Regions from separate parts of the Drosophila melanogaster genome. Here region 1 is linked to region 2. Evidence: chromatin contacts called from public Hi-C data. All regions are on one chromosome and are shown on one strand. The core of a region is the stretch at or near the end of the contact, and the rest is flanking DNA. Distances in the headings are between cores, read along the strand shown.

What was found. A called contact is a pair of places that touch in the nucleus more often than the background predicts.
Region 1: a contact with region 2 is called in a Hi-C map of the Kc167 cell line, with 2.1 times the contacts expected there. The contact joins two enhancer-like sites. A contact is called at or near these places in 14 of 107 Hi-C or Micro-C datasets (the D17-c3 cell line, the Kc167 cell line, the ML-DmBG3-c2 cell line and 5 more).

The regions. Positions count from the first base shown.
Region 1 is chrX:3,269,688-3,275,905 of dm6, forward strand. The region is part of intron 4 of dnc (dunce); the gene reads left to right. Among named protein-coding and RNA genes, the nearest start is that of Sgs4, 23 kb to the left of the region's middle. Within about 2 kb of position 2,029, at least 6 of the 39 cell types and tissues checked have an H3K27ac peak or open chromatin away from gene starts, as enhancers often do.
Region 2 is chrX:3,202,146-3,208,424 of dm6, forward strand. All of the region lies in intron 2 of dnc (dunce), which reads left to right. Among named protein-coding and RNA genes, the nearest start is that of dnc, 29 kb to the left of the region's middle. Within about 2 kb of position 4,131, at least 13 of the 39 cell types and tissues checked have an H3K27ac peak or open chromatin away from gene starts, as enhancers often do.

The sequences.
Region 1 (6,218 bases), core at 779-3,278, 65 kb after region 2:
AATGTCAAGCATCGCGAATGAAGCTACACTCAGAAAGGTCATCCAAAAATCTCAATAATAATTGCGCTTGTTTTTCTTTTTGTTTTTTGCTGGAAGATATGGCTAGCTAATATGCAATATAATATTTTTAGTGTATTCTGGTTTTGGCCTTTCGCTTTCATACTTCAAATGATAGCGATTGACAGAAAGTCGACAGTTTGGATGGCTGTCACTCGTTGGTCCTTCGTTCGCTGTACTTCCTCTTGCTGGTTTTTGTTCTATTCCAGTTTCTGTTTTGTCCTTCAGTTGGTTGTAGTTTATGCAAAATATTTGCCCTCCGACCCCACAGTCTCTCCCACTGTGTTGCCATGTTGACAACTTAATATTGGAGCAACAAACAAACAAAAAAAAATAAAAAACGAAATAAAAATACTCATTCGACGACCGGAAAATCCTCAACAGAGAATGGAAAGTGGGCGTGGTAAATGCCATTGGGTGCACTGTTCGTTTGATGAGATTACATATGTATATGTACATATGTCTTCGGCATCAAAAGGCGATGAAAATATTTTCGTACTACAACTTTAGTCGGCTTGATTACTGATCTAAAAAGACAAAAATTTATCATAGGAATTTTTAATTTAATTTGCAACTTGTTTTTTAATGTCATGCAGCTTTTTTTTTTGTACGCAACTCATTCCAATTGTCTGCTTGAAACCAGCTCACTTTTGTCACATTTTATTGTTGATAAAGTTCTTGAAAGAGTAGACCAAGTGCTCTAGTGCTCAATTGCTGCCTCTGCATTCTGGCAGCTAATCAAGTTTACACGCTTTTCCGGGTATCAGGGGTTAAAGGTGGGCTAGACAAGTAGAAGGGGATTGACTGGTTTTCCGCGCAACGCAAAATTGTTGACAAGAATTCTTTGATGGCTGCAGGTTACGTGGAACAGAAAGCAACCCAGAAACCAGATGGTTACGCTCGAAATTAATAAAAAAAAAAAATGTATAATAGAACGTAAAAAAACCGCTGGAATTTGAGTGAAAAAAGGGGAAAATGTTCATAAATGACAACTTAAAATATTAGCTAGTTAGCCAACTTTTTGTTTTTATGAAGAGTCAAGTATCCTGGCAAACACTTTCTTCCTTTCTCTGATCGTCTTTAAAGCAATCATTTTACTTAACATAATGTGTAATGTTAAATGTAATGTGGTTGCTACATTAGCTTTTAAGACATTATTCATAACGACTTATGATTCCGGGCTATGCTCGCATATTCTTTTCCCTTTTACTTCACCTGAGGCTAATTTCACCCCTCAGCATCTCTTTTATGTTTTTCCTATGTTTTTCATATTGATTTCGAGAGGAAATTGCTGCGAATAAACTGTGATGACGGTATTTTTATATAAGATGAACAAGAGATGCTTCTGCAATTTTTGTCAACAGGTTGTCTTCTGACAGCCGCCAGCATATTTGGCTTACATAAAACCTTTGTAAGTTGGCATAAAGACGGTGGTAAACATGTCCACAGAAAAAAAAAAAAAACAAAAAAAAAGACATCTGCTTCTCAGTTTTCTTTCTTTAACAATAATCCATAGAAGATATATTATGTTCATATGCTTCAGTTGGAAATTGAAAATATTAATTAATGTTTTTTTTTCGTCTTGCAAAAATATGCTTAGTCCGATTTGACACCTGTAGTTCTTATTTTCTGCGAACCATTAAGTAGTTAAACCGGTTAGTAAACTCTTCATATTTCTCATAACCGTATATCCAAAGGCAGGGAAAATTCTTTATGTTTGCCTTCCTTGCGTTTTTCCGGGCACACAATAACTTTTTAATGAACATCGTTAACAATAACGAGCACAAATCAGTTTTCATATTGTCGAATGGCCCCTGGGTCTTTCCACCTGTTTTCCCCGGGTTCCACTTTCCATTTCCATTTTCCACAAGCCACCCTTAACCCCCCAACCCCCTCGCAACCATCTAATGGCTTCGTTTGCTGACCCTCGAGCGTGTGTGTGTGAATTTAATTTGCCTCCTAATTTGTATGAATATTTTGTTTGTGTGTGGGTTTTTCGGGAGTGCCGCACGAGCTCTGCCATCGCCCAGCCACCCCTTTTTTTTTTTCGTCCAACCCTTGCCACTTCCCCTAACAATGCTCAAAACAGCTTCCGTTTCCGCTTTTTCCTGGTTATTTGTTTACCACCCGTGGAGAGAAAGTCTGGTGTATAAGTGTTCCCAGCTCGCTGAGCACACGAGCCACAACAACTACGGCAACATGGAAAGAAAATCAGAGCTCTAACTAAAGTAATTGATCCTTTTTTTATAAATAGAAAAAACTTTTCGCAAAACTTTTGAAGAGTTTCACGAGTTGTATAAAGACTCGAAATTTATTTAAATTTTTTTTTTTTTGATTTTACAAAGGAAAGTGCACTTGTTTCGCTCGCCTGACATTGACACGCTGCTGAGCAAGTGGCTACGACGTGGAGGGTGGTATGGTTAAATGTGGCAAAAAAACACTTCATAATTTAATTAGTGCTGACAGCCTCGTTCCCATTTACCAAGTAGCGATGCAATTGCAGAAGCAGGTGGTATGATGTGCAAGACACGGCGGGCAAAGTCAAAAGAATATATCTTTTGGGCTTCAGGCCATATTTCTACGAAACGTTTTTCCTTTTTTGCACCACGTACTTGTCACTGGGAAAAAAATGAACAATTAATAATTCCAATAAAAACAAATCCCCGCACGCACAAAACATAAAGAGCAAACAAAGAAAGCCATTCATTCCTGCCCCTCAAGGATTGAGGAGGAGATCGGGAAATGGGGGCGTGACCGAAGAGCAAATGAAAATTCCGCTCACTGACATAGAAACACAAAACAGAGGAAAATGGTAAAAGCAACACAAGACCAAACAGCGCAGGAATATGAAATGTTGTCAGAGAAAAGTGGTGAGCAACAAAAGGAAAATTTGAGGCGAGGAAAATGGAAAAGCGGATTAAAGTGAAGCAAAATCTTATGAAAAGTGCGAGGCCAAAAGAGAAAACTAAACCATTTCACACGCCTGCCTCTAACGCGAATAGTTTTGGCCAAAAAATACAAGTAAAAGCAACGAGAGTAAACAAACAATGTTACGAATGAAAAAATGAAAGCTTATATTGCTGCACAGTCTGTTCATATATATATTTTTTTTTCTAATTATAATTGCTCAATTTTGCGCTTGATAGATCTTAGATTTTCTTGAAGGACAGCTGTTGTTGAAAAATAATAAAAATATAAACGCGTATGTATATAGTATATAAAGTATTTGGGAAATCTGAGCATCTTCAATGTTGAATCTTTAACTGGGACAATTACTTTTAAGCTGAGCTGCCAATGAAACATGAGTGGCCACAAAAAAAGCGAAACAAACAAGGAACAGTATCAGTTGAGCAAGTTCTACTTGAATGGATCATAAGCCAAACGCTTGCAAGTGAAACAAAAAGTCTAACACAAACAAACAAAAAAAAAAACAACAAGAGGAGCAAACTTTGCCTCAGCTTTCACCTTTCGCCACGTGACAGCGTTCTTCCGTCTCGTTTCTTTGTCTTCGCTTTTCCTTTCATCTTGTCATTCACCTTTTTTGGCCAACAGAGCATGCATCTTGGTTGAGAGGAATGGGAAAAAAAAACTCCGCCTATCATCTGCGCATTTTCCGCCAGGATATTGTTCACTTGCTCGTTTCATTTCATATTTAATATTTGCTGTAGTCCTTGTTATTCATTGAATTACTATATAATTGCCTTCAATAAGAGAGAGCAGGCACAAGCATATTATATTCGCCTTAAATCGCCTTAAAAAGAGCGTGAAAGAGCGATGGCAAAACAATTTATCGAGTTGGCCATGTGTGAGCTTGAAGTGCCTATAAATATTTTGATAGCAGTAACTGGAAAAATGAGCAAAGCCAAAGGCAGACACACACTCACCTGTCCATTCTCCCAGTAGTCAAGCAGACCCAACTGATAAGGCCATCACAGGCGGCACTCGCTAAAAAATATTGCCTATTTATGGTGGGGTGGGGGGGGGGGGGTCATAAAAATGGAGGCCATGGGAATATTGACAGCTGTCGGTCGATCGAATGATGTCGAGCAAAGAAAATACTTGGGTTTTTTTTTTAATCTCTTTTGAATGTGTTGGCAGATCTGAAATTTCTAGCATTCCTTTGCGGCTTTTTGTGGTGTTCACTGTACCTGTCCTAACGGAACAATTTGCCACAATAGCTGCGACCCGTGCTCACTCACTCACAGCACATTTTAGACCGCTTTCTGTCGTTTTCAAGGCAAATGTTTGACGACTGCCTCTCCTGCATACATATGCATGTGTGTGCCCAGTGTGTGTGTGTGTGTGTGTGTGTGTGTGTGTGTCATAGATACCAGATGCTCCCTTAGACCATCATCCACTTTTGTGAAAAAGATCAACACTTGCCCCCAGCGAACTTGAACCGACGACCGACTCTTTAAAGCTCCCTTGTTCAGGGCAAATTTCCGCAATCGATTTTGCATTTTGCTCGACGTTTTTCAGCCCCTCACACTCAGCGGAAGAACTCCCTTCTTTTTTTTTCTTTTTTTGGGGTCAGCCTTTGTGAGGCCAGCGTTATTCTTTACTCAAATTGTTAACCTCCTTGCCGAAAAAATGTTGCATGCCATGTTGTGACCCAACTCTCGTTCACCTACTTTTTAGGGGAAAACTTGGAAGAAGAAAGAAACAAAAAAAAAAAAAAACAACCCAATGGGGCGGGGATGAGTGACTGACTGGCTGAATTGACTGATTGATTAGGGGCGTGGTCGGCGAGGGGCGAAAGTTGCGTGTGAAGAAGTTGTTGTTTTGGCCATTCTTACAATTCCCTAAAATGTTTCTATTATGGAAATAAATGGCAACTATCAAGAAAAGCCAAGTGGGTTAAAGATCGATTGGCAGTCAGCAAATAGTTTACAATAAATTTAAACTTTTGCACACTTAACGCAACTAGTTTTTAAACTATATTAATGAAATGAAGTGTCTGAATATTAGTTACAATAATGCCGTTTATATAAGGTTTGCCATAAAGCTAAGCTAACCAACACAAAAGACCAGGTGGCAAACAAAAAGGATATCTCGCATTGCTGTGTGGGTAAATTCAAATGTTTGTAAGCTGGAAAGAAAAAAGAGAGCAATAAATAATGGTCGAAATGGCAGTTTTTCATTTTGAACAAAAACCAAAAAAACCTAACCGCATTCGAGTGGCTTTAATACATTTTTTGTCACTCGCGGGCACAACTATTGCAAATGGAAAAGGCTTGCTGTGCTGCCCTTTTGTATTTTTGTATTAACGACATTTTGATTTTGCAAACTTTAAACTTTGAACTTTGCCGTGTCTCTGACAATCGAAAGTGTTCATTCTGTGTTGAGAAAACTCGAATTGTTCACTTTCCTCGAACCCCTAATTTCGACTAACCTATTTACTTCCATCTTAACTTAAAGCAACCCCAAAGTCGGAATATATATACCCATATATAACCATACCCCATAGTCATTGTAATCATCAAATTGGTTTTGTGGCTTTGTGGTTCGGCGGCTCAGAGGGTCGCAAACTTCACCTCATTGTCTTCGACCTTTCAATTTAGCGAATTTAAAGCGACGGGCACGCACAAATAAATTAAGCAAATTTATGGCCGGTCGAAAAACGCACCTGTCGAATAACGAATAACGAATACCTCTCATTAACTCAACGCATCTTGAGCTCATCTTTTTGCTGAGCTGGAAAGCTGGAAATATAAAACTGGAAGCAGGATGCGGTTTGTCGAAGGACATGTGACGAAGTTATGATATTAAATGAGAACTTTTAAGAGCTATGCGTGCTTTACGCAAAAGTTTTGTTAATTTCTTGGGCTGCGTGTTGATTTTTTTTTTTATTTATTTGGCTCATGTTCTTCAAGGAAAACGGCCTTGCCGCACTTGCAACTTTGCTCATTCTTCGCTCGGCTTTTGTTTGCCTTTAGTTTTGGTCGTCTGTTTTGTATCTTTGATTGTCGTACTGCCCTGGGCCACGCCCCCCTCCGCCTTCTGTGCCTGCAGCTTGAATAGGCTTAAGTAGTAATGTAGCCGGAAGTGGGCGGTAAAGTGGGTGCGTGGAAAATGGAAAATGCTTAAAGCTTCTAACATTTCAGTTTTCTTTCTCTCGCCTTTCATTATTAATGGGAAGTTTGATTGAATTGCCGACACAA
Region 2 (6,279 bases), core at 2,881-5,380:
GCAACGGGGGCCCCCAATGCAATTAGACAAAAGCCAGATACAAACGCAGCAGCAACAACTTGATTAGGCACTACAACTATTGCATAACAATTACGAGTGCATAGCCCCTACTACACATTCGATAACTGTACTATACATATACCATTAAATAGCTCTTGAAATGCTGCTCATAACCAAGTATGCTCATAATGCGTAAGTACGGAAAGTTGTTCAACTAATGTTGCATGATTTTCCACAAAATGCCAATAGCTGTGTTCTTATGCATATTTGTATACTAATCCATTATAACAAATATAGGCTTATCTAGTTTTTACCTTTTCGAAATAAAACCAAATTGAATTGGTTTAATGGGATTTCAATCTATTTACCCGATTAAGAGCGTTCATTTGCACTTTATTATTCATTTTTCCATTTCATTTGGTTTAAACAGCTTTTAAAAACCCAAGGACTTTTTCCATTTAGTTCATAATTTAGAAACAATCGAATAAATGGATCAACAAACTAAATCGAAAGGCGATCAATTGGAGTTGTTAGCATTATACTTGCCACGGCTTTGATCTCTGAAGTGGGCCAATGTTTGCCGAACGCTTGGAAATGCCGGATGATTTTGCAACCCCCAACCGCTGGTGCACTTTAGACAATAATCACTGTAAATGCTATTTACTCAAGTGCTCGATTTGTGTTTGGTGCTTTAAATGCGTTTGTTTGCGTTACATAGCCAGAAATTTAACGCTGTAACCACAAAAACGAATCTCAGTCACATGTGGGCCCGAAATGCCCGTGCCCTTTTATCCTTTATTTCGGTTCTTAGCTAAGCAAATATTTGGCCCAAAACGCAAACAAAGTTCGAGCAACAGCAGCTGGCAAGTAAATTATTGTCATCTGCATGTGCAATTGGGCCAGCTTTTGTGGCTGATAGCAGAATTGTATGCCATTTCAGTTGTATGCGAGCAGCAAGTGCAGTTTTAGAAATTCATACTGAAAACATTTTCATATATGTACATTTTAAATCAAATAAATGCCTAAATAATTGCGGCAATTTTATGTTAGCTGCAGTAATCAATATTCCTACACTGCAATTTGGTGGTTTTAATTCATAAATGACTTAGAATGAACTGCTAATTTGTCTTTTTCTCAAACACGTTCCAGTTTGTAGTGGTATTTTGTGCACTAGAGCGAACCCCCTTCAACAATGCTGGAAATTGAAGGGTGCCGGAAAAGTGCTGGAAAGCTGGGGAAAATCGACAAACGGGAGGAAACAGGGGAAACGGGGAAAAGCGCGTTGCGCGACACGCATAAATTGCCAAGAGCATGTTGATGGCGGTGGCGAAACACAATTTTCCTATTACTGAAAAGGATTTTGTTGCAATTAGAAAATGCACTCGGAAAAGGGTGGGGTTAGTTAGGAAGCATGATTGGATAGCATTGTTAGACGAAAAACGCGAAAAAACATGTTGAAAATACATTGTTGCATTTTTCATGCTTATATATTGTATATCGCGTTATTAGTTTGTTTTGCCAACTTCGCCCTAATGAAGCGTATTAGCGAACAAATTAAGCAATAAAATATTCATGATGGACGAGCTATGCATAATTTAGCCAATGCAAATTCACAACTGCAATTTGGACGCGCAACGAAACTTTCCAATTGTTTTGTTTGCCTTTTTTTTTCGCGTAAACTGTCAAAAGCACAGCGGCACTTAAATAAATTGTCGTATATACGATTTCAAATGCAGAGTCTGTCACTTTTTGGTCTGCGCAGAAATTCTGCAGTGGGTGTACATTTAATACTACTACTAAGCCAAGTACTTTGCTGCTCATAAAGCGTAATCAAGCTAATTGTTTAAAAATTAACAGCTGTGCCAGACTTTTCTTACTTGGAAAAAAAAGGATTTAAAAAAAATATATACTCAAAACTACGAAATTGATTAAAAATAATCAAGCTTCTTTTTACCATTCAATTTCGTGGCGACCACTTTTGTTTTTATGTCCCATCTTAAACTCGCAGTCGCCCCATTGAAATTGGAAAAACACTTTTCCTTCGTCACCTGCCAGAGCATAAATGTCAAAAAAAAAAAAAAAAAACACAAATCAAAAGCGCAAGAAAATGACAAACATACGAGAAAATTACATTGACCGAGCGATATAATTCAAATCGAAAAACATTAATTAAGGCAACACAATATAAAACTCGAAAGCATCAACGAGATTAATATGCGTAATTTGCCAAACTGAAAACTGCGCAAGACACAAAAATAAACATTTGGAAATAATTTGGTCAATTTTTTCATCATTCATTTATTTCTTGGCCGGCTTGCCTTGACTCTTGTTAACCAGACCAATTCTGTTTACGAAAATATTTATTAGTCAGCCATTCCAACGGTCTGTTAATTAAATGTTCGGAAAAATATATTACTTTCGGTGTCAGGGACAAAAAACAAACATTCAAAGGAGCACCGCATCTCTATAATTGTCGGCAATTTGTGCCAGAATAAAAAAAACGAATAGAGAAATCATCGGGAATTATTGCTCTATTAATATTTTGACAGACGCACATTGTGCTCTTTAAATTCATCAAGAATTTTTGTTGTTGTTGTTATTTTTGAAGCCAGCAAAACCTAATTGAAATATTTGCTTTGACGTTGTCAGGCTGAAAAATACGTGTGAAAGAATTCTTTTTAACGAGCACAATGAAATAAACATTTAACAGTCACAGTATGCACATAATATTGTTGCTACTGATGATTTTGCATTTGAAGACTATGCAGTTAATTGCAAGAATAATGAATTGATAATAGCCATTCTCAACTGAATGCAAAACTTAAAGATTTGTTTATAACCCAGCAGAAAACCACAACAGACTAAAACTTCTGAGTTGACAAGAAGTCGGCGCTTGGAAAACCACAACAAATGCTTCAAAGCTAGATTTTTGGAAAACAAACTTGCGATAAATTTGAGCAGATTACACTGGTCGGCGGATCAGAGGGCGCAAAGGATCTTTACCCGGTTGCCCAAGGACCCTCTGACCCTCTAACCCACCTGCTTTCATTTCATTTAAGCCATCAAATAGTTTGCCTTTTCGGCCAAAAGCCTTTCAATTTGTTGCCGTTGTTAAATGCTCGAGGCGCATGTTTGTGCGCCACAAAAAATGGAAGGGGAAAAGTCGTGGCTGTCGGCGAGGGAAAATTCTTATATATATATAAATACATATATATGTGTACGTGCATGTGTTGTGTACTTTTTCATTGCAGACAAACTCTTAAACTTTACATAAAACAAGCAAACAAGAGCAAAATGTAAACAAAACCGTGTGTTTAAAATAAGACTAAACTTAAGTAAAATAAAATCCTGCTCTATCCCATAGTTATAGTATATCAAAGGAGCTGCTTGATGGTGTTTCTAAATATTTACAAAAAAAGAAGAAAAAAAAAAAAAACAAACCGGCAACGATGGAAACTTTATTAATTGCCAGCAAAGTTTTCAACTCTTCTCCTTCACGAGAATTTTCGGTTTGTTTAGGTAATTTAAATTATGACCGTGCGTTCTTTACTTTTGATTTACACAGTTCTATGTTGTTTTGTTTCATTTTTTGCGGTTAGCCTCGCTCCACGAGAGCAATTAAAGCGGCCTCTATGTAAACCCCATCCAAATTTAGGGCCTAATTCATTCCCTTTTTTATTTCGGCTGTCACAACCGACTTACATAAGAAGAAACTCGGACCCAAAGCTGGGCATCTGGCCAAAAGCAAAGCAAAGCAAAGCCATAGCATTTGGCCACTCGAGCAGCTGAGCAGCCCCAGCATATGTGACTGTGTCCTGGATTGACACAATTGTCGACCAATGTCAATGCCTTCGAGCTTGTGCACAGTGGTTCAAGGTACGCGAAAAGCTAAGCTTATGTTCCCAACTATCACAAGCTTAGCACTTGACTTGTTAATTTTATCGGTGTTTGGGTATTTGAGTTAACTACTACTACCAAAGTGAAAGAAATAATAATTTTTTTCCGGTTTTTTTTTTTTTTCGCCAAGTCAGTGTGCCTCTTTTGTAATCCTGCCGCTTGGATTGTCCTGCCGGCCCATTCTCGCTGCCACCGCCCACTGCGCAGGCGTTTCGCCCTCTCTCTCTTTCGCTCCTTCGACTGCCTTTGTATTTGTGTGTGAGTTCCGCTCGAATGAACTCACTCAACTTTTCTCAGCCCGCTCTGGTCCTTCACCGTTATTTGCATCGTGCGTTGCCCTTGTGCGTTGCGGACTTCTCAGCTCCAGCTGCCTGTGCACTGAGAAAAAAATATTATGCCCCTAAGGCAGTCATGCAAAATTAAAGTATCTAATTCATTTGTATAACAATTCTTCGATTGCCTTGTTGCAACAGATATACTAAAACCGACTTTTATTCTACAAAGATAAAATTTAAAAAATGAACAAAAGTTATAAAAAAAATAAGTAGAAAAATGCGTTATTTAAACTTTGCTCTGCTTGTGTGGCCTTTTCTCTGTGTTCCTTTCGGTGTTGCTTTTATGTAATTACATACAGAAGAGAGCAATTTTCCTTTCATTTTTGCTTTTATTTTTGGCATTTTGACCCCATTCGACTGGCGTTTACCTTTTCGTAATTCATGTACTCTTGTTGTTGCTTCACCGGCAAACTTGAAGCATTCATAAATTGTAATTAAAGCAAAATAGAATCCACGAAAGGACCGATAAAAACGTAGGTTTGGCGCCAAATTTCGCTAGGCGTGACATCATTAAAAAACAAGTTGCAACAAACTTTTAATTAGATTACTCAACGCCAACGTCAGCTGTTGCATGTGTTTATACATTTTTTTTCTATACTCTTTTCTTGTTTTATGTTTAAATTTTGCTTTTTTGTTTTTTGTTTTTGTTTTTGGGGCAGCTCCAAAAAGGGGAATGGCTCCATATTCTGTGCATCCCACACACATTCCTTGCAAAAACTTTTACTTCGACTTGCACTTGTCTAGCTTGCGAAAGTTTTTGAGCTCTGTTTTCCAAACTTTAAAATTGCTGTCATCACAGCAGGATATTGGACAGCAGACCAAAAGCTGACGGCTGCGACACTCGATAGCGGGAAAATCAAGTAATAGGGCTTTAAAATTGTAATTAAAACTTGCGTATAATTTTTTTTTATTAAGTTTGCACAATATGTGATAAAAAAAAAATCATAAAATGCACTATTGTTCAAAGACTTAAACAATTAAAACTAAATTACAATTGAAAAGAAAATCGTTCAAAGTTGTTTTTTACCTGAAATTGTCTTGTTGAACTTTTGTCACTGCTACAACTAAGTATGGTTTCGAATGCATTCGAAATGATAATAAAAAGTTGGGCAATATATTGCGTAACCTTTGATAACCCATAACGATTGCGAATTGTGGGTTGCCTGGCGTCAGTGCATAGGAATTTGGCATAAATTCACTCCATTTGCCCGTCTATTTCGCTATTTTCCTGCTGTTGTCAACCAGGCAGCGCTGCTTTGGGGCAATGGCATTGGGGAAGGTGGAAAATGTGGGAAAATGGGTGGGAAAAACGGGGTGGCAGGGGGCGAAAATGCGGACATTGAAAGCTACAGCGAAAGCGGATGCCACTTTTATTATTATTGTTTTTTTTTTTTTTTTCTTTTGCTGGCCCCTTGGGCGGGAATCAACAGTTTGATTGCTACACTCGCCGCATTCTATCACTCACACAGATACTCACACTCGCACTCGGGATACACACACCGTACCACAAGTTACTCACAGAACACAGACATAGACATTCATTTCGCTTAGAGCTACATTTTAGTTCGTTAGCATCGAAGTTTAATGGGCGACACTTTGGCCACAAATTAAATCAATTCATTTTGCCATTCCAATAACTGGAGCAACGAATCCATTCACATGGACGACTGAAGTGCGATTGTTGAATTGTTGAAAGCAACAAAAAATATGGTTGAGGTAATAGCAATCAATTGTGGCGATACTTAATGGATCAATTAATCAGTTATGTGAGGAATTTTTGAATAATATTGTATGTCAGCAAAAATGTCGTTTTTTTGCTCTGCCAATTTAATATATGCATTTTCATGCCTACCTTTGCTTTTGAGTAACATTAAATCGCAGATATTTCTAAGCTCGTTCTAAAACGTGGAGAACGAAATAAATTTAAATAAAATTCACTCTCAGCTAACTTGGGCTGATATATAAACTCGCATTTCATTCAATTATCTGCGATCAAGCGAATTTTCCAGCTAAAGGTATATCAAATTTCCTTAGCTGCCTCATATTT